Regions from separate parts of the Mus musculus genome. Here all the other regions are linked to region 3. A link is a contact called in public Hi-C and HiChIP or PLAC-seq data. All regions are on one chromosome and are shown on one strand. The core of a region is the stretch at or near the end of the contact, and the rest is flanking DNA. Distances in the headings are between cores, read along the strand shown.

Region 1 (3,611 bases), core at 389-2,888, 360 kb after region 3:
CTTTAATGGTACTTTTTTAATGGGATATCTTTAGATTTCCATCTACCAGAATCAGATAGGTAATAGACATGTTTCTTCTAACATAAGTAGAACTCTTATGTATGATTTACAAGTAAATGCAGCTCTTGTAACTTGAGAAATTACTTTACTAGCATAATATGAGCCATACTTTTTAAGTCATTTACCAATGCTGCATACATTTCTGTCTCAGATCCTTGACGATGGACAGTCTCCCAAACACACTCAGAGTCAGAATCGGGCCGTTCATGAATGGAGTGTGCAGCAGGTGTCCCACTGGTTAATGAGCCTCAGTCTGGACCAGTACGTGCCTGAATTCAGTGCCCAGAGCATCAGTGGGGAGCAGCTCCTGCAGCTGGATGGAAATAAACTGAAGGTAAAGAATGCTTCGTCTGTGCTAGTTACTAGTTATGCATATTACTTTTAGCACCTGACATGGTTGATCTGCACATCCATGTGGTAGTTTTCGTCAGTACTTACCAGAAAAGATACTGAATAATTTTCAGTAGGGAAAAAAAAAAAAAAACCCTTCAAGAAGCCCATCACAGGTTTTGACTAGAAATAGGCTGCTGACTAAGAGAGTTAGAGGCCTTTTCCTTTACTTCACCTGGCGGCGCATGACTCCTTTATCAAAATCATTCACTGCCCATGCACTGTTCAGTTTTAATAATGCCCAGTATGAATCTTCCTTTCTTCCCTTTCTTCATTTCTCCTCCGTGCTCCACCCCCTCCTGCTCAGTACATGAAAACTGAAACATCACCAACTTTCTTCCCAGTACACCAAGCCATCCTCCCTGTCACCTCCACTGCACCTTCATTTCTGCTCATCTGGCCCTTCTCTCTTAGAGACAGAGGTGGTACCCAACTCTACCGAGAAAGGGCAAGAGGAGGGTACAGCCAGCTCTACACACCCCTCCCCACTGCTCGGCTGATGGATAGATAAGTATCTCTCGACAGTCTTTGAAAAGGTTAGCAATCAATCAATAGCTGTGAATATGAAGGCCCATTGACAACTGTCCCTGTTAGGAAGATGAATGCATCCTGCTGTGGATGCTGAAGGTCAGGAAACATTTGAAGTTCACAATAGTCTTCCTCAATTTTGAAGTGCAAGCTCATCCAGCCACTTAGTCATCATAATCAGACTTCATTTATAGGTCTGCCTTTGCGGAGACAATGGCGGAGAGATGCAGACATGGGCATCCTGGCCCCAAAGACATTGTTGGTTCTCACTGTAAATAACTACATTGGCAGAAGGGAAGCCATTTTTGTTTTGCCCACCCATCTTGGAGCCTTTTGTAGCAGCAGGTGCTCTCAGTTACCCTTTGAAACTATTGATGACTTTAGCAATACTTTAGCCGAAGGTTGGAGAAGCAGGATTGTGCCCTTTCTGTTTATTCCCTCCCTAGTCACCAATTTGGAGAGTATTTTCTTGATGACTTCTGGAGTGTATTTTGCAAAGAACTTCAGAGAACAATGCCCAGATCCTCAGGGCATACAGAATTTAGCACCTGTGGTCTGCTTTTTCCTCAGCCTTGACCTCCTGCTTCCACGTTTAACTAAGGTCATGAGATTAAACATAGTGTGGTGGTTTCCTCATCATAAACAAAGAGGTCAGCAGTTTTTCAGAGTCCTTTTGTACATGTGTTTCCTCTGTAGGCTCTTGGAATGACATCATCCCAGGACCGGGCACTGGTTAAAAAAAAACTGAAGGAAATGAAGATGTCTCTCGAGAAGGCTCGCAAGGCCCAGGAGAAAATGGAAAAACAAAGAGAGAAGCTGAGGAGGAAGGAACAAGAGCAAATGCAGAGGAAGTCTAAGAAGTCGGAAAAGATGACTTCCACAGCCGATCAACCGTGAGCAGTGAGGCCTCACCTCTTCCAGTAGTTGGGGAAGTTTGAGAGAAGTCCCGCCCCTTCCTGCCCCCACTCTCCTGCCGAGGATGAAGAAGAAATTGATGGGATAACACCATTGTAGGCGGTTAAAGAACTGTGTGTTGAATGCACTCTTGATTTTAACCTCCTAAAATAACCCCTCGCCATCACCTTTGGTTTATTGACAAACCAGAATTATCATTTTTGTCTTCTACTTACCAACATCCAATGTTGTGTTAAGTGTGCAGTGCCACTCGTAGGAGCAGCCTGACCCAGCCAATGAGAGCAGGACTCACTCTGGGGCTGTGAGTGGAGTACCCAGAATTCTCAGTGAGAGCCCCTGAAACTGAGGTGGTAGCTTCTGACTGTGGGTGTAGAGATGATACCTGCCTTGAGATAGGGGAGTGCCCCTCAATTCTGACTGTAGAGCAAGTCAGTTCTGTTGTGGGGATGTGGGTGCCCAGCACACAATTGCCAACTGAGGGAAAGAGGAAACAAGTGTGCTATCCACTTGCTGGGAATCAGAATGAGAGGGAAAAATAGTAGCTATTTAATTCTAGAAGGGAAAAGCCTTAAGCACACAGATGTGGGTGTACTTTGGGGCTTGGAGGACAGCATTTTCCTCCAGGTATTGTTGAACAAAGAAGAAGAAAACGTCAGAGTGTAGTGCAACCATGGATGTTGGGATCTGCTGCGTTGTTTGCCAGTGCTGCACCAAGTGTTTGACCAGCACTGACAAACTGCACAGCTCCTTCCCCAGCCACACACTGAGCCGGAAACTGACTTTGAAGGAAACCAATGTCTTCAGGTTTCTTCTCCTGGGACATTCTGGCTGGCCTTCACAATCATGAAGTTGTCACATATTTTCTACTCAGAATTTCCCAAGTGGGCTCAGTTAGTGTTTTAACAAATGTGCTTTTAAGGACTTAAACGTAGAGATACTGGTTAGAAATTTAAGATTTGAGTAACAGTCAACCACAGAACTTTTTTTCTTGTTTTTTTGTACACATAATTCTTTCCTGTGAAGGACAGCCATCTTTTACATTTTAGAGACATTTTGAATGACTTTCTAAGCCATTCTCTTCCATATTCTAGAGAGTTACAGATTTGTGGAAAACAGTACACGGGACAGACTTTTACAGTGTAAGAGCTGATGTTTCTTAAGTCCAGTATTAGGGATTCCAGTCTTTCACCACCCTGAGTTGAGTGCAGGAGACTAGGGGAGGAGGAGAACAGAAACTCTTCTGGAGACATTTCACACCCTGGGGGTTTTATTTATTTGCTTGCCTTTAGTTTTGCTCTTTTTGCTTATGTATCTAACTCTCATTACTGCATTAATTCTAAAAACCTGATATCATTTGCTTTCGGATGGACTGATTTCAGAGTAGAGCTGGAGGCCAGATGAAACCTTGGACTTCAGGGTATTTCCTTCCTTTCCCCCAGCAGGCCCTTGTGCTGCCCGCAGGCCTGTACACATCTCCTCTGCATGCACAGGTATGCAGGGCCTGCATCAGGCTCCAGAGTTAGGACAGGAATCTGATAGGATAGAGGTCGGCTGCCTGTGTGGCCTCACTTTGTATTTTAACATTGTGACTTTTCATTTTTATCGTTATTACTATTTTTGTAACATGAATTCTGACATTATCTGAACTAGAAACTTAATCCTATCCTTTCTCCCAGAGCCTGCTTCTGTTTCTGGCCCGAGCACTTCTGTAAGTTCTG
Region 2 (3,887 bases), core at 114-2,613, 300 kb after region 3:
TGAGGTGCTCGGGGTGCTGTGCACAGTGAGATGGCAGCCTCACGACCCTGTGTGTGTGTGTGTGTGTGTGTGTGTGTGTGTGTGTGTGTGTCAAAGGCACACGTCTCCATTCCCTGGTACACCCTCCACTACTTGAGTTATTGATTTACGACAAGTGGAAACATCAGTGCGCTGGGTTTCTAAGGTATATCCTGAGGCTTTATCGGAATTCTACAGGTTGGACTATTGTGTGACTTAGAATTCTGTTCGCAGTGCTCTTCTCCAGTGTTAGACTCACAGGATTCCCTTATTGTTTGTCTTGGTCACTTTGATCAGTCACCCACAGGTGTGTCCTATCATGGGATAATCTATCAGATGCCATGGACTCTATAGAGACAAGAGAGGAAGACGGCTGGGAACCAGCTTCTCCATACAGCTCTTCCCCATGATCCCTGTGAGCAGAGGCTTGCGGGGGCTTTGTTTCAAATTAGCTTTTCAGAAATGTCATACAGCCTAAAAGTGAATGCAGGTTGTGCCTCTTTTAGGGCAGTTCAAAGACTTGCTTATCTGACGCTGTTTAAAATTGGAGGCAGAGGCAGGCAGATTTCTGAGTTCGAGGCCAGCCTGGTCTACAGAGTGAGTTCCAGGACAGAGAAACCCTGTCTCAAAAAAACAAAAACAAAAACAAAACTAAACTAAACTAAAAAAATCGGAGTTTCCTAAGGCCACAACCCTAGTAAACTTCCTCTATTTGAAATCTGTATTCTCCTAGCAGTTCCCTGAATTTGAACTTCCTTTTTCAGCCATCTCTTAATTCTAGCCTTAATTTTAAACTGTTCAAAGCCATAAACTTCTGTTTCATTCCTGTTTAATAGTATCTTCGTATATTTTCTATTTTACTATAAGGAGAGAAAACAGAGAGGCAACCCCTGAGGCTGGGTTTGGCATCCTCTTTCTGAGATGGTACTGTTTACTAGACATTCCCTGTGTCTCCCTGAGGAGCTGATGCTCACCCTGAACATTCTGCCATGTTAACAGCCTGCCTTTCAGGTTTCCTCGAACAATATGTTTAGGGTAGTTTAAACTAATCCATTCCTTAGAATCTATCTAGCCTTCGCCCACTGCCCACTTCCAAAGCCACATCCCTATTATTTTCTCTGCTTTGTTTTGGCAGCCTCCCTTCCTGTGTGAATCCCCTTCCTTCTAAAACATCACCACCCACCAAAACATAGCAACTTAGAATAAGAAATGTCTCTACAGTACACTGTGAGCTCGTTCATCCGGATCTTTCTAAGCTCACATCTGTCCCAAGGCCGACAGTAAGGTGTCAGCCAGAGCTGTGGCCATCTAAGCGCTCAACTGGGAGAGGGTCTGCATCCAAACACACTCGCAGCTGTCGACAGGATGCAGAAGAGCCATTTCCAAGCTCCCTCATGTGACTGTTGGTAAACCTCTGTTTCCTGCTGGCTGTTGGCCAGACATCTCAGAACCTTGTAATGTGGCCCCTTCCTGCTCAGAACCTGGACTCCTGCTTCCCAATAGTGAGGACACAGAGAACAAGCCAGGACAAAAGAGGCACAAGTCACACTTCCTGTAACTAAGTTAGTTACTTCCCTTGTATTTAGCTGCAGCTGAATTGCTAGGTCCAGTCCACACTGGAGAGGAAGGATCCCAGTAGAGCACAGGAAGCAGTGTCACGGAGGTCATTGTGCCACTGAGACACCATGGCCAAAAAAAATAAAATAAAAGAGTGACCTTGGTTTTGAGTATGCCGGTACAAACTAAAGAAAACATTAAAATCCAAAGCTAATTAATGAAGTAGCAAAATTGATACAGAGTACTGAAGAAAAGAAACATGAATTTGAGTAGTTGGAAGAGATTTTACTTAAAGATCTCTAGTTAAAATTGCTATGATAATAATTTATCAGCAGTGTGGTAGGTGAATGAGCTGAGCCCCTGAAGATTGGGAACCCAGGGCTATCCGAGTAATCTAGGTATTTAAACATTTCTCCACTCAAGGCCTGGATAGATGGCTCATCAGCTAAGCACTCTTCCTGCTTGTGCAGAGATCTAGCTTCAGGTCTCAGGACCCATGCTGGGTCCACCAAGGGAGAATCCTATGCCTTTATCCTCCAAGGATATCAACAGTCGTGTGCATGCACCCCTGCATAAACACACACTTACACATAATTTAAAATAGTAAAAATAGATCTTTTAAAAACTGTTTTTCTTCTTGGAGACTAGGTACTGACAAGGATATGAAAACCAACAAGCATTCTCTGAAATAAAGTTTGAGATGCCATAAACAGGTAAAAACATGCACACATCTGAATGTGCTCATGCACAGACTCTCTGTCTCTTGCCATGTGATCTACTGAGCCAGCTCATAGCTCTGTCTGCCGGTAAGGAGATTACTATCATGTGTGGCCCCTTAACTTTGAACTTCGAGAACTGTGAGCTGAAACACCCCTCTCTCTAAAGTTCAAACAACCAAGCTCACAAACCCGGTACATTTTAAGGGACTTAGTAAAGGGTAGAGTGATGAATATGCCTCACAGGCCAGGCATCACACTGGAGATTTGTGTAATTAGTTACTTGAATCCCCTTAATATACAATGACATTGAAATCTTTCAACTTTTCTCTGGGCCTCAGGCTTTTCTGGAGACCTGCTCTCTCTAGTCCCAAAGACGTGCTTTTGTTGTAATACTCTGTAGTTATCCTGTCCAAACAAGAGGGGGAAGATAGTCCTAGTGAGAAGGTCTCACGGTCTGTAAGTGTGTTCTTGCCTGGGGTAGAGCCCTGAGTGTGTCACTCATGTGTGTCGTTAGAACAGTCTCAGAAGAAAGTGCTTCACAGCGCTGCAGTAATGTTTAGACTCTTCAGTGGCTCAATATTTCAAAACTAGGCCACACGGACGTCACTGACCCAGCTTGGAAAAGGAGATGTTCTTTGTGGGGAAGATGCTTTTTGCTAGAATCTTGTGGATGGAGAATGTGTTTAACTGTACTTCACACTGAAAAGTCGAGCTAGCATCAGTGCCTTGTCTGAGGTCTTGCTCTATAGACAGAGTTCTCCTCTATTTTCTCTCAGAATTAAGTCTGAGAATATATGTAACTGGATTCAAATCCAGTAAACAAATTCCCACAAACTGCATAATTAAGGCTATTTTTATGATTAGCACCACTTAGTGTCCCAGGATTCACCAGAGTAAACATTGCTATAGCAAAAATGACTGCAAATGGTTGAGCCTAGCAAGAGAAAATCCCCAGTAGGGCCATTTCGGCCTCAGCTGCAGCTGTGCTTAACGGCATTTCATACTGGAAAGCTGAGATTAACAGGAAAATCAGGCTCTGCCATAGTGTGCAGATGTGGCTGCAACTGTCTTAATTTATTCAGCAAACATTTGTTCAGGGCCTCCTGCGTGCCAAACTGGCCACTGGGATTCCAGGGATAAATTGTACCTGGCACAGTTAAGGAGCTTCCATTTGATGGGAAAAGGCAGATGTGACTGAGAGTTGGAGGTGTGCACGGGGCCAAAGGACAGGGAGCCTCACTTCACAGGGTGTGCGTGGATAGGCATCGTGGACCATGCCGACAGACGTGTGGAGAGGCTGTGAGACACTGAGGCACAGGACTTTGCTTGAGTTTGATATAACTTGCTCCACACTTGTAACACAAGAAAAGGAGTCAGTTTAGGAAAGGAATGTCTTATGTCAAAATACTGATAAAGGATGTATGCGTGGAGTCCTGAGGAATCTCAGGTACAAGGCAACAGCTGGGTGAACGTGTGCTTACCAGATAGAGGCTTTCGGAGGCTTCAGGCTCTGGCACCACCGCAATGTTGGCACCAACAACACCAATCACAAACATCAGCTCTTTTGACTATCTGTCATTTGTCATTCTGTTA
Region 3 (3,898 bases), core at 1,291-3,790:
AATTAATGAAAAAATAGACCAAGGAAATCACAAGGAGATTACGGTTATCCTCTTGATGCCATTTTGGATCACCATTTAATAAAAGATTTCTAAGATTACTTACTGCCTTAAGAAAATTAAACTCATATTTTGACTTGTGTTTTGCCTTGCTCTTTAGTGATGAGAGCCCAGGCACTTGTGGCATCATGTTAATTTGTAGGTTTTTATGACAGGTAACTCCCCGAATTGCCTTGTGTTTTCTTTGTTTCTATGTGAAGTAACCATCTTTACACCTCACCTAGCAAACTCATTCTAATTTCATTTTTCTCAATACTTTCCTCAAGTGCCTATAAACAGAGAATGCCTCAAGTGAAGCCGGGGCTTTGCACATGCTAGACAAGATAGCTACATCCTCAACTCCTGAGTGCTTTTTGAATTATCTTTAAATTGCTGATACCAGAAGATAATTCTTATAAGCCTTGCCATTTTCTGCATTGTTTTCTGAACAGAAGTCAGAAATACTGTCTTCCTGTTTTCTGAATTATCTCTTCAGGATGCTCATGTAACAAACAGCCTTGGAAGGCCCAGCATTTCCTTTCTGAGCAGAGCAGAGACTTGTTCAGGGTCAGTGGAACATAGCCTCAGGCTTCCCTGCAGCTCTGGGATCAAGGATGTTGAGTGTGCGTTACAAAAGACACAGCTTACCTGGGATCTGGCTTCCTGCTCTAAAATGCAAATTTCTGAGTGTACAGATGTCACCAGTGTCACGTCCAAGCAAGTCTTTGGACTAAGTCACTTTCCACAGCAGGAGCAAGGACTGGGGTCTGCTAGTGTTGCCATGACTTCCCCATCTGAGAATACACCCTGTCTACAGGCTCTCTGGTGTGTGGTCAGGCCTTGTCTCCTTCTTGACAACGGTGATTGGTGACCTCTTTCCCAGTTTTGTCCCTTTGTCATCTCTGAAATACTGGTAGGGAAAAAAAAAGGTTTCTGTCACCTAAGAGACAGCAAACAAAAAAACAACAAAGACAAAACAAATCGAAAACACGGTGTGCTCTTCTGTTTCCTATCTGTGTGCTTACATCAGCTAAGAAAATGCTTTCCTACCAGTAGAAGAGGGACCAGCTCTTTGTGATGGGCGTGGAGCTCTTTTCTATGTCTGCTTTCTCTTGTGTCTGAGCTTAGAGAAGGAAAGCAGAGAACTTGCTCTCAGGCTTTCTGATAGAGGAAAGCTTGCACTTTCTGTTTGGTGATTTCAAATAGTTTTCTACTTCCAGAGGGAATTCATCAATTAGATTATAAGTCTTACAAAAAGAAAGAACTGCTTGGATTGGTTCATACATACCAGGGAGGTATTCTGTAAATGTAAGATTCCTAGAATTTCTGGAATAAACCAAATTATATATATATATATTTTTATAGAGTTTACACATAATGGCACTGCAGTGCCCAGGAACAAAGCAATCTCCAAGTTCACAAAGGAAAAAAGAGGAAGATGTAAGAGGAAGTCAGTAGAAGATACATAGGAAACTGGGCTTGTAAAAAAGTGAGTATATATATATATATATATATATATATATATATATATACACACACACACACACACATATATATATGTGTGTGTGTGTGTGTGTGTTTGTGTGTGTGTATGTATATGTATATAACTTATTACACATACACATATTATATGCTTACAAAAATGTTGTATACATACATTACGTATTTGTATATAGTATATGATATAGATAAAGATATGTAGATATCACTCTTAAGCATCCATTCTTAAGAAACTTAATACAGAAGCAATTTCATACAAGAATCCAAACTTACACAATCATGGTGAAACCTGAGAGAAATCCAACTCTATTTGCAATGTGAGATTAAAGAAAGGATCCTCCTTAAGTCTCTGTGGACCTCCTTGGGCAAGGAATACGCACTCAGAGAGAAGGCAGAACCCTCAGTACGTTTCCATGTAAACACGTTCTTTAAGGCTGAACTAATGTAGGAAACCTTGGAAAGTTTAACTCACCATGTACTCAAATATATTTCTCAAAGTACTATATGATGATGAAATGAGCATAGAGACATAGTACTGATTTTTAACTAAAATTACTTTAACCTCCAATGAATTGCCTGACTAAGAAGAATAAGTTTAACGACTTTCTTAAATGCAAATAAATCTCTTTAGTGAAATATTTTTTAAAAGCTGAAGACTGGACTTTTGCCACAAGTTCCAAGTATGGAGTTTTTCTTTGCATTTAGGAGCTGTGTCTGTGATATAAACTCACAGAGAAGTTTTCTTCTGAGTCACACTGTAGACAATGGAAAGTATACTAAGTAAACATAGATAATTCAGTATTTCCTTTCCTTTCGAAGGGGACAATTCTCAGCTCCCTATCTTTACCAGATTTTTATAGAGTTTACACATAATGGCACTGCAGTGCCCAGAAACAAAGCAATCTCCAAGTTCACAAAGGAAAAAAGAGGAAGATGTAAGAGGAAGTCAGTAGAAGATACATAGGAAACTGGGCTTGTAAAAAAGTGAGTCAGATAAACAACACTGCAGAAGTCTATGGAAAAAAATCCAATGTTGCACGTGTACACACACAAAGAGGAAAGGCATGATCTCAGATTCAAATGATAACCACTCCACCAAAGCTCATTACTGAAGAAGTATGTACAGTGATCAAAGAAGACAAGACTATTGACCCCTGACCACTACAAGCACATAAACTCACAAAAATCCATCTCTCTCTCTCTCTCTCTCTCTCTCTCTCTCTCTGTCTGTCTCTCTTGTATGTGCACTTGCTTGCGCGCACGCATACACACACACACACACACACACACACACACACACACACACACACACACACGTTGGTGTTTTATAAACTTCAAAGCAGGAAGTGGCAAGGTAGGAGATGGTAGGAGTCTCTTACACTGAAAACATGATTTGCAATTTGGAGAGACAGATTGTTTACTGTAATTTTTCTGAAGTGGTCCATCTTGTTCAAGGCAGAAATCCCTCATAATGATGATAGGCATTCAAATCATCCTTGGTGAAATTAGATAGGTTAAAAAAATACAAATGAGTGATGTCATGCTTGTCTAAGAGTGCCAGAGAGGACGGGAAGACTGAGAATCTCTTAATGAGAGTCTGACTATCACTAAGTCTTGCAGCCACACTTAGCAGGCTGGACAGAAGGATGGAAGCATCGAGGCTGTCTGCAGAACTGAGGCATCTCCTTTTATGATCCCAGATTTACTGTTTAAAGTAAAACAGAAAGAGAGAGAGAGAGAGAGAGAGAGAGAGAGAGAGAGAGAGAGAGAGAGAAAGAAAGAAAGAGCAATCAGCCTTTGAGAGCTGATTTGATACACAATGTATCAAATGACAGACTCATAAAGAACTTGTACTCTGAAGAGATATTCAGTAGTTGAGAATACTGGCTTCTCCTATAGAGGACATGAGTTCAATTCCCAGCTCCCACATGGCATCTCCCAACCATCTGTAACTCTAGTCTCAGGGTGGTCCAGCGCCCTCTTCTGGCACCTGTAGGCACTACACACACTAGGTGCACAGATATCATGAAAGCAGATAAAACAAGAAGAACTGGCACCCAGGCACATAAAACAAAAAGAACTGGGAGTTTCTAATTTCCTCCAAGTCAAGATGGGAATGAGGTTTCAGGGTAGTATTAGGCTAAGCAATTTATATCATTCACGATATTAATGTGTATTTTTCCTCACAAGCAGCCATATTGTACATAAGGCATCTTTGTGTATATATATATACTGTGCATGAAATGAGCCTCAATCAGAAGGAATTTTAATGTAAGGTAACTTTATTAGCTGTAGAAAGGCCTGGAACTGTTCTCTGTCTCTGTTTCCTGCCTGATGGTTCAAACATGTTTCATAGTATTTT

The links. A called contact is a pair of places that touch in the nucleus more often than the background predicts. HiChIP or PLAC-seq counts read pairs in DNA pulled down with a chosen protein or histone mark.
Region 1: a contact with region 3 is called in an H3K27ac HiChIP or PLAC-seq map of microglia, with 4 times the contacts expected there. The contact joins two enhancer-like sites. A contact is called at or near these places in 2 of 115 datasets of contacts at active chromatin or transcription factors (microglia and neural progenitor cells) and 1 of 9 other capture datasets (embryonic stem cells).
Region 2: a Hi-C map of bone marrow-derived macrophages shows a contact between it and region 3, with 22 read pairs. The contact joins two enhancer-like sites. A contact is called at or near these places in 7 of 484 Hi-C or Micro-C datasets (arterial endothelial cells, bone marrow-derived macrophages, embryonic stem cells and 2 more), 1 of 115 datasets of contacts at active chromatin or transcription factors (microglia) and 1 of 9 other capture datasets (embryonic stem cells).

The regions. Positions count from the first base shown.
Region 1 is chr6:5,157,878-5,161,488 of GRCm38.p6, forward strand. It overlaps Ppp1r9a (protein phosphatase 1, regulatory subunit 9A), which reads left to right. Exons shown (of 16, transcript NM_001363809.1): 15 at 212-394; 16 at 1,675-3,611. The coding sequence ends at 1,875. Among named protein-coding and RNA genes, the nearest start is that of Gm46949, 5.7 kb to the left of the region's middle. Within about 2 kb of position 1,639, at least 14 of the 459 cell types and tissues checked have an H3K27ac peak or open chromatin away from gene starts, as enhancers often do. A contact at or near this core is called in microglia, where this site is marked.
Region 2 is chr6:5,092,253-5,096,139 of GRCm38.p6, forward strand. The region is part of intron 6 of Ppp1r9a (protein phosphatase 1, regulatory subunit 9A); the gene reads left to right. Among named protein-coding and RNA genes, the nearest start is that of Gm52886, 40 kb to the left of the region's middle. Within about 2 kb of position 1,364, at least 79 of the 459 cell types and tissues checked have an H3K27ac peak or open chromatin away from gene starts, as enhancers often do. A contact at or near this core is called in bone marrow-derived macrophages and microglia, where this site is marked.
Region 3 is chr6:4,796,046-4,799,943 of GRCm38.p6, forward strand. It overlaps LOC115486327 (a long non-coding RNA gene), which reads right to left. Exons shown (of 4, transcript XR_003956394.1): 3 at 685-946. Among named protein-coding and RNA genes, the nearest start is that of Gm20714, 18 kb to the right of the region's middle. Within about 2 kb of position 2,541, at least 16 of the 459 cell types and tissues checked have an H3K27ac peak or open chromatin away from gene starts, as enhancers often do. A contact at or near this core is called in bone marrow-derived macrophages and microglia, where this site is marked.